Linked DNA regions of Mus musculus: regions 2 and 3 are each linked to region 1. Evidence: chromatin contacts called from public HiChIP or PLAC-seq and promoter capture Hi-C data. All regions are on one chromosome and are shown on one strand. Each heading gives the region's core, a stretch centred on a gene start, on an enhancer-like site or on the middle of the called end of the contact. The rest is flanking DNA. Distances are from core to core; before and after follow the strand shown. Region 1 holds the start of Fbp2 (fructose bisphosphatase 2). Region 2 overlaps Fancc (Fanconi anemia, complementation group C). Region 3 has its middle 88 kb from the start of Gm19792.

Region 1 (4,070 bases), core at 345-2,844:
ATTTATATGTATGCTTATAGTTCTAGGTACACTGAAGAGCTGGAAGGATATAGGTTTCTAAGACACCGAGTTGGATACCAGGCACACCGACTGATTTTGAATACTTAGAGCCACTCCACCAGTTGTTGTCTGAATTTATGAGGAAAGCACAGTCTTACATGTTGAGCATTACTCTCAAATTAATCCACATATTGGGTAGCCAGCTTGGGACCCAGAGCCAGGTCTGTCTGCCATCAGAGAAAGTTAGGATATCACAGTAACAGAGAGCATGGCCAACTCTAAGCAGTTAATTCTAGGTCACCTTTAAAAAGTATTTCTTTAAGCGTTTTTGTTGGGAGCTATTAAGATAACACTATTGTCCTGATCTCTGAATTGGGCCTCTTCCCCCGAGAAGAAAAGAGGGTCAAAAGCGGGCCACCGGCACACCGCTCCGAGAACAACCACAGATTGTTCCAGCCCTAAGTCAGCGCGGATGTCCTGACCTCAAGATACCCTGATACCGCCAAGTTCCTGCTTCCACGTGTAACTGCCTAAGAATGTGCAATTCTATTGCCCCTCCCCCACTGATAAGTACTTCTCCTTTTGCTTGTATTGCCCCATCCCTCCCGCTGATAAGTATCTGTACTTCCCCTTTTCCTTGTGCAATTCTATTGCCCCATCCTTCCTGCTGAAAGGCACTTCCCCTTTTGCTTGTGCATTTAAACCTCAGGCCTGACTAATACATTTGGGGGCTTTGATGCATTCTAGAAGGTCTCCGTGTCGTTATTCGCACAAGGCCCTCGTCCCTCTCTACCCCCCATTTGGTTCTTAGGAGGAGGTCCCCTCGAGACCCTCGAATAACTGGACCTGCTGGACGGGTCACCTTTTTATGAGACCATTTCGTGTGTCTGTCTCCTACACATGCTCCACTTACATGCTTGGTATCCTGGAGGTCAGAGAGGGCACTGGAGCTTCCCAGAACTAGAGTAAAAGTTGGTATTTGGACCCAAAGCCAGGTCCTCTGCAAGAGCAGCCAGTGCGGTCCTGATGTATGTTTTCAAATCAAGGGTTTTTAAAATAAAAATAAAAATCCAGAGAAACTGGCAAATCAACCCTGAGACTAGACACTCTGCTAGGAATGTAATATTATCTTCCTCATCCCTCCAGTTACACATGCTTAATAGAAGCAAGCCTGAAAGAACTCTTGCTCCAGTCACCCTGGGATTGCCATTAGTTTGTTATGTGACCTATGCCCCAGATAAAGAATCTGCCAATATGCCATCTGAGAGTCTCAACCGTGCAGAATGACACACAGTGGCGGCTAGCTGCAGAAAGCCCTCTTGCTTCCCATAGGAGGAATTTGTGAGTCATTTTATTAGCTAGTCTTCTTTCACCTGTGGCTGATCCTGGCTTCTTAGGATCAAACAAAACAAAACTGGGTGTAGAGATTGAGGCCAGCCCTTCCCTGTAGCGCAGTACTATTTACAGCCTGCTTCTTGCACTGTGGCAGCTGCCACCGTCAGGGAGGGAGGCCAGGGAAGTTTCCTTGAGGGCTTGTCCGGCTATCTGAGTCACGTGGGGTGGGGTTCATTTCCCTCGGACTTTGGCACAGTCAAGTGCAGGTGTGTCTTCAACGAGTAGGCTGTGAGGCTGCTGCCTTGAGAGAGCAAGGATTTCTACAAGGAGCAAAGGGAGGCTTTGGGATCTCATTTGCACAATGACGGACAGAAGCCCCTTTGAGACAGACATGCTGACCCTGACCCGTTACGTTATGGAAAAGGGGCGACAGGCCAAAGGGACCGGAGAACTCACCCAGCTGCTCAACTCGATGCTGACTGCCATCAAAGCCATCTCTTCCGCAGTGCGCAAGGCCGGCCTGGCCAACCTGTAAGTCCTGGAGAGCATGCGCAGGCAACCCAAGCCAGGGTGTGGAAGCCACAGACCGGTGCTTGTGCTAGAAACGGGGTCCAAAGCTAATTTGCTCTTTGTGCCGTAAGGACACTGCATTTAAATTCTTTAAGCCTGCTTTGATAAAGCAGCCTTTGGCATGTTTTGCAAGGAAAGGGAAAAACTGCTTAGCAACAAACTGCAGAGAAAAGTGTGACTACCGGTTACTTGGGATTATAATGGTAACACTATAGCTTGTTGCCTCAAAACCTATATTGAATTCTCATTACTTATATTTGCAAAGTCTTAATGGGACTTTAAAATGTGTTTTGATGCCTTTTTTTTTTTTTTTTTTTTTTACCCCGTACAGGTGTGTTCAGTTGTCATGACCTCTGTCAGTATTGTGGGGTAGAAATCACCAGAACACAGGTTAAGGGGGCTTGACTGTCATGAAAAGAACCTGGCTCAGTTTTCTCCATCTTCACGTGGTGTTCAGGAATCTGGACAGGCTGGGCTGGGGCAGGCACAGCAGAGCACCTTTGCTTGGTTCTCTTTTGCAAAACAGGGCCACGTTCATGCTGGAGTTGCTCTTGGCCACAGCCAGGAGTACGGTTTTAAGGCATGATGAAAAGAAATCACTTCCTTTGGACTTCCATTTTGATTCCAGTGAAGGGCCCCTCTGAAGTCGAAGGAAGGGACATACATGTGTGTGTGTGTGGGGGGGGGGGACCCTCGAAGAAGAGCCAACAAAGTCCACCTATTTAAAATGTTTATTCTCGATCGTGTGGTGCCTTTATTCCCAAACTGTGACAGCATTAATTTCATAATTGCAATCATAAAACCACCACAGAGCTTACTATGTACGTGTTTAGGAACAGATAACAGGACCCAAATTAAAGATGATTGATTGGCTCTTTCCCCGGCCCGTGCTGTCCCTTAACTGTGTGATTACTTCATTCGGCAAGAACGGCCAAGCGCTCTCTGCCTTTAAGAACATGCTTCCAGAATGGGCGTTGCCTGCATGTGTGAAGATCATCCCCGAGTAACATTAGATAGCGTCTTTGCTACTCCTGTGTTCCCGCTCTGCTATAATTAGGGCGGTTTCCTGTGGCCACTCAGGACTTTTGCCCACACTTTTAACCCCTCCTCCGTGCAGGCCTCTCGGCTCCACAGCAACTCTCTTGGCAGCGTTCCTTGTGTATCTGCCACAGTCTGCTTCTCAGTGGTTCAGCATCCGACCAAGGGCCATGAAGGTCTAGATAGTTAAGTGCTTTATTTAACTTGGTTTTTCTTACCTTGTAGCTGTGGAATATGGTTTATTCTCGCTAAGACCTCCATGTTTGTAAATCTGGGAGCTACTAATAGTTTTAACACAAAGGGCTGTTACAAGGGTTAGTAAGTCATTAGGGCTATGGTTCTGACAGTGATAAATACTCAAGACATGCCCCACTATTAGCTACCATGGTTCTGAGACCATTCGAGGAAAAACTTACAGACTGGCCTATGTGGTGATTGACCACTTGGTGGCAGGCTCAGCCCTGGAAGTGGTGTCAGACAGAGTCCTAGGTCCCTGGACTGCTCTTCATAGTGGGGAAACCCTAACCTCCTCACACAGAGAGCAGCCACGGGGGTGGGGAGGAGACAGGGGCTGCAGGTACCCTGGCCTTGTCCAGTGCAGCTGTGTCCAGCCTTTAGGCATCGTGACAGGACCTCGTGGTTTACAGATGTGTTGGGCAGCATTCACGCACATGGCCAGTAGGTGGCAGGCTGTACACATTTGCTCAGCTCTTCATGCCCCAGCAACAGCTGCTTACATAGGAGACTGTGATCCTGAGGCAGAGCAAACCAATTTAATTGTTCTATTTGTTTGCTTACACGCTGCCGTTTTGAACCAAGGGGTAACAGCCTTTGAGGTCATGACGTTTGACGTGAGGTTGTTTCCCAAGGCTCATCATACCATACATCAAATTCTGGATGGGAGTAAAGTGGGAGGGGACGCCGTCAGTTAGAGAAAGGGGAGGGGTGCTTTTATGGACGTCAGCGTCCATACGCGGCTCTCAACTAGAGACACCTGTTCGCATCACCTGAGGATTTCTTCAACAAATAAATGGAATTAAAGGGAAGGGAAGAGGGCAAATGGCTTTTTTTTTTTTTTTTTTTTTTTTTTTTTTGCCACCCCTTCTCCATAGTTCAGCAGGACCTGG
Region 2 (4,231 bases), core at 1,116-3,615, 550 kb before region 1:
TTGATGTCCCAGGGTGACTGTTGCTGTGATTAAACACCATAACCAAAAGTAAGTTGGTGGTAGTGGTGGGAGAAGGTCCATTTCACTCACAGTTCCATGTGATAGCTCATCAAAAGCAGTGAAGAACTCCAGCAGGGCAGGAACCTGCAGGCTGGAGCTAGTGCAGATGCCAGGGAGGAATGCTCCTTTGTAGCTACACTGCTTACTGGCTTGCTACACAGGGCTTGTTCAGCCTGCTTTTTTATGGAACCTAGGACTTCCAACCCTGAGGTGGCCCCACCTACAACGTGCTGGGCCCTCCCACATCAATCACTAATTAATAAAATGCCCTACAGGCTTGCCTACAATCTGATCTTATGAAGCCATTTTCTTGATTTGAAGCTCTCTCCTCAGATGACTTTAGCTTGTGTTAAGTTGACATAAAACTAGCCAGCACAATGGACACTCTTGTCAACTTGACACTCAAACATCACTTTTCAGTTAGAGCTTTTTCTTTCTCATTTATTCCCCAAGATGGCATGTTAATAATAATATCATAATGTAAAATATAACGTTAAAAGTCTCATTGTCTTTACAAATTCAAACATATTAAAGGTTCAGTCTCTTTAAAATATTCAGTCTTTTAAAAATTCATAATATGTTTTTAAAAGTTCAGTCTCTCAACCAAGGTCTCCTGTAAAAATGAAAATTAAATACTTTCCTTCTACAAGAGGGAAGAACCAGGGCACAGTCACAATCTGAACAAAGCAAAACCAACTTCAAAAGTGTAAATAAATCAATGTCCAATGCTGGGATTCACTCACAGTCTTCTGGGTTTCTCCAGAGGCTTAAACCACTTCTCTGGCTCCATCTTCTACAGCATACACAACTTGTCCTCCAGGCTTTGGCAGCCTCCACTCCACTGCTGTTGCTGTCCTTGGCGGCCATACAAGATGACCATGACATCCCATGGACTGGCGTCTCCAAAATGCTGGGGTCTCTGCTGTAATTGGACTGTGATTTTCTTCAGGGCTCTCTTCCTCATGCCAAGCCTCATCTTGTCTCCACGATCCCTTCGTAGGACTTCAACTGCTACTAAGGCTGTACCTTTTCTAATGGCCTGTCCTGGCTTCTCAGAGTGCCAAGCCCCACTTGCTTGCTATGACCCTTTCATGCCTTCAAAACTAGCACCAACTGGATGGTCTTACACATTACCAAGTCTTGGGCACTTCTGAAACACAGCTTCTGTGTGCCAACTCTGGGGAAACACTTTGCAGATTTTCCTTCCATGTCTCTTAAAAACAAACAAACAAACAACAAAACTACCACTGATTTCTTCGCTCCAGCTGACCAGCATCAACTGTCCCAGCAAAGGTTTAATTTTAGTGGCTCTCGTCCTTTGTTAATCACAGCTGACTCTTTAGCCCCAGACAACCAGAACCACAGATTATCAGCTCAGAGTAGCAAATAGCCCTGATAAGAGTCTTTGGGTGGCTTTTAAACTTCCCTCTGGAGCTTCCCAGGACTCCATTGTCTGCATTGCTCTGAATATTCTTTTTTTTTCCCCAGATTTATTTATTTTATGTATATGAGTACACTGTTGCTCTGTTCAGACACACCAGAAGAGGGCATCAGATCCCATCACAGATGATTGTAAGCCACCATGTGGTTGCTGGGAATTGAACTCAGGGCCTCTGGAAGAGCAGTCAGTGCTCTTAATCACTGAGCCATCTCTCCAGCCCCTGCTCTGAATAATCTTATCTTTAACGTTCCCTCAGAATAGCTCACTAAGCTTTGAACACTCACTGGCTTTTCTAGCCTAATGTTCCAATAAATATTCCAATAAACAATCCTCCAATAAACAACCTAGTCAGATTTGTCACAGCAATATCCCATGATCCAGGTACCAATTTGTCTTAGTTACAGTTACTGTTGCTATGGTAAAACCATGACCAAAAGCAAGCTGGGGAGGAAAGGGTTGATTTGGCTGTGTTCTGCTGCCTCAGCTGTGTCCTTAGCCCCATGGAAAATGTGAATAGAGTCTAACAGTCTTTCCTGAGATGGCTGGCGCTGTGGTGAGGGAAGCAGACACATCTTCCTGTGGTGATTACAGGCAATGGGAGAAGTAAGAGGGGTTACTGTTTATTCTCAGGCAGTTTGGGCAAGCACTGGCTTCAGTTTTAAAAACAAGAGAAAGCAGCTGGTTGGAATGATGTGGAGGCCATCCCTCCACAACCAGTTTCAGCTGTGGATTGACTTTTTTTCTTTTTCTTTTTTTTTTTTTTGGCTCTTCAGCAGGTGGTGCTGCAGTGCCATAAGACAGTTCATCTCTAGGAAGCTGGCTGAGGCCTGGATCAGGTTGATCCGAACTGCACAGCACCAACAGGCTGGGTTGAGTGAAAAGGCATTGCATTCGGAAATGTCAGTTCAGATGTCCCCTTCTCAGCTTGCCTAGCCTGCAGTTCTCTGCCTGGTTTGGGTTTCTAAGCATAGAGGCACAAAACTCCTCCCGAGGTAGAATCTTTATGTTTCTGTCCTGGTTCCAGTTCAGGAAGTGTTTATATATATTTTTAGTTTCACCACAACATTTTGGGTTTTCTCTTTGATGTGTCCCGTCTGGTCGCTGTGTTTGGAGTAGAGAGCCCATCAAAGAGGATTTCTTGTGCTGTCTTAACAGGAAGCCATGGGCTGAGAGTGTAAAGGAAACAAAGTTAGGTACTTGGTTATATACAGAACTAAAACGTAACCACAAGAAAGCTGCTTCTGTATGAGTCCAGTGGCCCTCAGCACACGGTTACAGGAACTCCTTCTGAGGCTTGCAGGCCCCCGAAGATAAGGACGATTAAGTAGGTGGGGTTCATTAGCATGCTCAAGTTGTCTAGAAAGATTGTACTTACTCTTTACCCTTTTGAAGATAAAATTAAAATAAAAAAGTCTCCAGACACCTCCATTGCCTAACCAGGTACTGCCTTGGACTTTCATTGCCTCTAGCTGCTTGTGTTGGCACACAAGTAGCTCTGCTTGAAATGCTGGGATACATTACCAAAGAACAGAGATGAAAGTGTTTATAGCGTCTGACCTCACCTTGAGGTTGCCATTCCGTTGTTGCTTTGAAGAGGGAAGTGGCTGGCAATGCCACACTGCCCATAGAGTCAGGGTCAAGCTGGTCAGAAGTGAATGTCAGTGACCACGGTATCACCTGAGTCAAATCACTCTTGTCCATTGAATTCACTTATTTTAGACATTTGCCATGTGGACTTTGTTCAAGTGTTTACATGGGTAAAAACTGTACTTTTAAATTTCTACAGATTTTTAGTTTTTAATTTTACAAGTATTAAAAGCATAGGACTTTACTAGTTTATGTTTGTGATACCTAACAGGATTAAAAAAAAAAATAACTTGAACCTGTCCTTGGGGCTCTCAGCTGTTCTTAGAGTGAGAAACCCTGCTTAGGTAAGCTTTGTTGATATACAGGCCTTGATCTTACTCACTGGCCACAGGTTGCCTGAGAGCAGGAGCCTTTTCACTAGAAGTGTGTTTGAGTTCCTAGTGTAAAATGGCTTCCTACAAATGTGCAGGCATCTTTTCTTGGTTTTGTTGGTGAGTGATAAATTCCTGTTCGAAGCAAAGATGGAGAGGAGAAGTAAACTCAGAGTCAAGTCACCAGTGACAAAGGCAAGAAGACAATTTCTTCCTTATTTTTTTGACTTTTCAAAACAGGGTTTCTCTGTGTAGTTCTGGCTATCCTGGAACTGGCTCTGTAGACCAGACTTAGACATCCACCTTCATCTTCTCTGCTTCCTGAGTGTTGGGCTCAAAGATGTTCACCGTCAAGCCTGGCCAGTGTCTAATATTTTAATTATGTTAGAGCCAACCTTGGTTGTCAACTTATTCTCTCTGGGAAGAGGGAGCCTCCATTAGGTTGGCTTCTGGGCATGTCTGTGGTCCATTTTCTTGATTAATGATTGACGTAGGAGGGTCCAGCCTACTTCTGGTGGTGCCACCCCTAGGGAGGTGGTCCTGCTGAACAAATCACGAGGTTCAAACCCCTAAGCACTATTTTGTTGTTTCTGTTTCGAACTCCTGCTTTGGGTTCCTTTGATGGTGGCTATATCCTGTAAACCAACTAAACTGTTTCCTCCTAAAGTTGCTTTTGGTCATTGTTTTATAACAGCCACTGAGAACCAAACTCAAGACAAAATACTAATGTGTTCTTCAGCACTTTTTCTAATGGACTTAACTGGAAGCCTGC
Region 3 (4,086 bases), core at 501-3,000, 590 kb after region 1:
AGAGTGAGTTCCAGGACAGCTAGGACTACACAGAGAAACCCTGTCTCGGGAAAAAAAAAAAAAAACACCTCTATAGAAATAGCATTCATCTAGCTCTGGTTAAGGCTGAAAGAGAAGCTGGGCTAAAAAATATTTTGCATCCCACATACGCTGTCATCCTTATGTGTCTTTTAGATTCTCACCCCCGGTTATGCTATCAACAATTTACAGATGGACTGGAGACTACTGCTGATCTAGCACTTAGGCAGATGGGAGATTTACATAGCAAAGATATCCCAGAATTATTTCTTAAGTATACTAGTGTCCTGAAACAGCAGGTCATTCAGCATTAAGGGTTCTAAGTGGAAGGTCTCAGAGAACGCAAAGATAGGGAAAGTAGAAAACCTGCAGTGAGGTGGCCAGGAGCTAAGGCTTATGCTAAGTAAGCTTAAGAAAAGCAGCATTTGCCCAGCTGTGGTGGTGAGCAGGCCTTTAATCCCAGCACTCCGGAGGCAGAGGCAGGCAGATTTCTAAATTCAAGGCCAGCCTGGTCTACAAAGTTTGTTCCAGGACAGCCAGTGCCACACAGAGAAACCCTGTCTCGAAAAACCAACCAACCAATCAACCAACCAACCAACCAACCAACCAACCAACCAAAAAACCCCAAAGAATAGCAGCATTCATACTACTGACAGGGAGTGGGGGTGGGGGAAATAAAAAGCAGGAGACTTTCACTAAGAAACTACCATGTAATGGGACAGACTAAGGAGTAATCTAATCAAACAGTGCTGGGAAGGGAAACACAGGATATCTCACCAACACTGCTGGCCATGCCTACAGTGTTCTCAGAACTGATAAAATAAGTGCCGTGTGGTAGGAAGTGCTGGATTCTCGGAATCTGAAGAAACTCCCTTCCAAAGAGCCTGGCCCCAGACCATTACCAGCACTCCCAATCATATGCCTGGTTTTAGAAAAGGAGCTCTGTGTTTTTACCAATACATCATGTTCTTAGGGAAACCTACAAGCTTGATAGCTCCTTCTTCTTCTTCTTCTTCTTCTTCTTCTTCTTCTTCTTTTTTTTTTTTTTTTTTTTTTTTCCGAGACAGGGCTTCTCTGTGTAGCCCTGGCTGTCCTGGACCAGGCTGGTCTTGAACTCAGAAATCCGCCTGCCTCTGCCTCCCAAATGCTGGGATTAAAGGCGTGCGCCGCCACTGCCCGGCGAGACCTGGTTTTTGATCTGGGGAAGGGCCTGGTGGCTAGTTGTTAATCTAGGGTTGTCGCCTTTGTTTTGATCTGGAGCCACATTTCTGGACAATCCTGGTGAACAAACATGTGTATCTTAGCATCCCAATCTTTAAGACACCAGGTTAGCATACTGCTTACCTGTAACGTGTTTTAGAGGCAATCCTCCCTCAGGTAAATTCTTTGTGGTGTGACTTACTGTTTCCTAAGCACTGAAAATCCCTTACGTCATTGATTCTACTCTTCTCATCACAGCTTAATATTGGAGTGCTACACAGCACATGACATGGGGTTTACAACCGTCACAAAATTAACTCCAAATGGATCTTACATTTAATGTTAAATGTCAAAGTCACAATTTCTAGAACAAACCAGAGAATGTGGCCTTCTCCTAATTCGGCAACCTACCAAGGATATTTCTACACACAAGACCAAATGGTTCGTGCAGATGCAGCTCCCATAACGAAGTTACTCAGATGCTACCGCAGAGTAAATCGAATGGCTGGGACCACAAGAAATCCCAGAAGTGGCTGCATCTGGCCACTGGTTCCCACCCAGCACATGGTAGGGTCCACCACCACAGCTCCCGCTGTTAATCCCTCTGGTCCATCAAGTTAGAAGCAGCAATCATATGCTCACCATGTTGTGACTCGGGAGCTTGTGAAGCAACAGAGATCAGAGTATATCAAACCAACAATTCCTGCATACTCAGCAATGGAGCTGAACCTGCAGCATGGCACAAAGCACCCGGAAGAACCCTCCTCTTCTCCTGTTCAGAGGACCTGCCTAGAGGCTCTGATTGGCCAGTGACTTTTGAATGACATGAGCACCTTCCTTGGGGTTAGAGTGTGCTGATGGCACACACCATAGAGTTTTAGGGCCCAGGATTCCACCAGGAGCTGACCCTTTCCAGATCTAAAAAGATTTGCGTTTCAGTAGCACTTGTGCTTGTCCTCCCATAGCCTATCTTTCTGTTTTCTAGCACTCAGCAGGCATTTCCTCTTCTTCCTCCTGGAATCAAGGTGGATAACTTGCACAGTCTATTATTCAACTTGCATCTGAGTGAACTATCAAATCCACAGGCAGAACTGTTCTAACAATTAAAGAGAGATTTTAGAAACAGAACATATTTGGTTTAGTGACTTCATACTGGTATCAGGAAAACTGCAACTACTCTTTACCTGCTACCTATGAGACTCTAAACCACCATGGGAGAATAGCAGGAAACATGAAAATCACTCTAGAGCAATATTATTAGCCAGCACATCTTGCTCAGTGTGAAGAAACTCAGCTGTACTAGTTAAAAGTCTCTATATGAACAGAACTGATGGCATGGATCTCTGTGTATGCAGAAGATGGATATATAAAAATAGCTCACAGGATGTGGTTCAACTGAACAAACAATGGTTATCTACCAATGCAAACTTGAAGAATCCAGTAGTGGTTCAGTCCTTGTGCCTGGATGTCTCAGCTGGTCTTCAATATATATCAGAATTTCAAAGAAGGAGCCTTTTTTTTTTGGTTTTGTTTTGGTTTTTCGAGACAGGGTTTCTCTGTAAAGCCCTGGCTGTCCTGGAACTCACTCTGTAGACCAGGCTGGCCTTGAATTCAGAAATCTGCCTGCCTCTGCCTCCCAATTGCTGGGATTAAAGGTGTGTGCTACCACTGCCTGGCAAGAAGGAGCCTCTTATGCCAGAAAAAAATGATTTTGCTAGCCAGAGTTGGACAAGCAGAAAAAGAGAAAACCAACCATGTTCAATGCCCTTTTAATATGTAGGCTGCAACCAGAAGCTGTGGCTACCAATTAGGTTTTCTATGAAACATAATCTAATATCCTGCAACAATTTACCCAATTCCTTGTCATTTCTTTATCCCAAATATTTCTCCACTTCTTTCTTCCTTTATACATATGTGCGAATATGACTGCTCAAATATATGAATAAAACTTGTTGAGTGCATTTATAAGGGTTGTGTGTATATGGTACCAGGACTGATCCTGTTGTGTTAGATGGCCAAATACGGATATCATCCTTGCCTGCAGCTCCTTCTACCATTTACAGGAGAGTTCCACTCTTTAACAAGCAATAGGGCTTTAGGTGCACAAATCATCCATAGATCACTAGAAAAATAAAGGTGGGAGAGAGAATAGGGAGGGACTTGGAGGGGGGAGGGGGGAGCAGTTCAGGGTCAGGAGTGAAGAGGGGCAGAGGGTATGGCCAGATGACCAGGAGAATGAATGCAAATCTGCAATCAACTAGGGGCATCACTAGGAAGAGAGGGAGACCTGAGATAGGGGAGGCACCTGTGAATCAATGGGGATGTCCTTGCTGTGACTCATAGCATTGTAGATTTGAAGCCTTGGAAGACTGCCTCCTTTATCTCCTAGAGAGATAAAGAAACCAACCCACCCACAAGACTTTCCACCTAAAATTTATCCTGCCTAGAAAAATGCATGGATTGGGGATGGAGCAGGGACTGTGGTACTCACCAACCAATAAACCAGCCAAGCTTGAGATCCATCCCATGTTCAAGTATCTGTCCTTATTAATGATACTGTCATGCTTGCAAAAAGGAGTCGAGCATAGCTGTCCTCTGAGACTCCACCCACCAACTGACTCTGATAGAGGTTTACACCCACAGCCAAACAGTAGATGGAGCTTGAGGACACTTATGGAAGAATAGGAGGAAAGAGTGCAGCCCCTAAGGGAATAGAACTCCACAGGAAGGCCCACAGAATCAACTAACCTGGAACCTTGGGGCTCTCTGAGACTGAACCATCAACCAAAGAACATACACCGGCTAGACCTAGACCTCCCAGCAAGTATGTAACAGATGTGCAGTTTGGTCTTCATGTGGGTCCTGAAT

Evidence for each region. Promoter capture Hi-C pulls out the DNA fragments that hold promoters and counts their contacts. HiChIP or PLAC-seq counts read pairs in DNA pulled down with a chosen protein or histone mark.
Region 2: a contact with region 1 is called in a promoter capture Hi-C map of the HPC-7 cell line. The contact joins the enhancer-like site here to the promoter of Fbp2 in region 1. A contact is called at or near these places in 3 of 39 promoter capture datasets (the HPC-7 cell line, cranial neural crest and neutrophils), 1 of 115 datasets of contacts at active chromatin or transcription factors (fibro-adipogenic progenitors) and 2 of 9 other capture datasets (adipose tissue and liver).
Region 3: a contact with region 1 is called in an H3K27ac HiChIP or PLAC-seq map of embryonic stem cells, with 4 times the contacts expected there. The contact joins the enhancer-like site here to the promoter of Fbp2 in region 1. A contact is called at or near these places in 5 of 39 promoter capture datasets (the 3T3-L1 cell line, the C10 cell line, hippocampal neurons and 1 more), 5 of 115 datasets of contacts at active chromatin or transcription factors (embryonic stem cells, large pre-B cells and stem cell-derived neural progenitor cells) and 1 of 9 other capture datasets (adipose tissue).

What each region holds. Positions count from the first base shown.
Region 1 is chr13:62,855,924-62,859,993 of GRCm38.p6, reverse strand. Fbp2 (fructose bisphosphatase 2) reads left to right here and starts at 1,594. Exons shown (of 7, transcript NM_007994.4): 1 at 1,594-1,866. The coding sequence starts at 1,697.
Region 2 is chr13:63,409,580-63,413,810 of GRCm38.p6, reverse strand. All of the region lies in intron 1 of Fancc (Fanconi anemia, complementation group C), which reads left to right. Among named protein-coding and RNA genes, the nearest start is that of Fancc, 20 kb to the left of the region's middle. Within about 2 kb of position 2,365, at least 78 of the 459 cell types and tissues checked have an H3K27ac peak or open chromatin away from gene starts, as enhancers often do. A contact at or near this core is called in the HPC-7 cell line, where this site is marked.
Region 3 is chr13:62,261,470-62,265,555 of GRCm38.p6, reverse strand. No RefSeq gene overlaps it. Among named protein-coding and RNA genes, the nearest start is that of Gm19792, 88 kb to the left of the region's middle. Within about 2 kb of position 1,750, at least 11 of the 459 cell types and tissues checked have an H3K27ac peak or open chromatin away from gene starts, as enhancers often do. A contact at or near this core is called in embryonic stem cells, where this site is marked.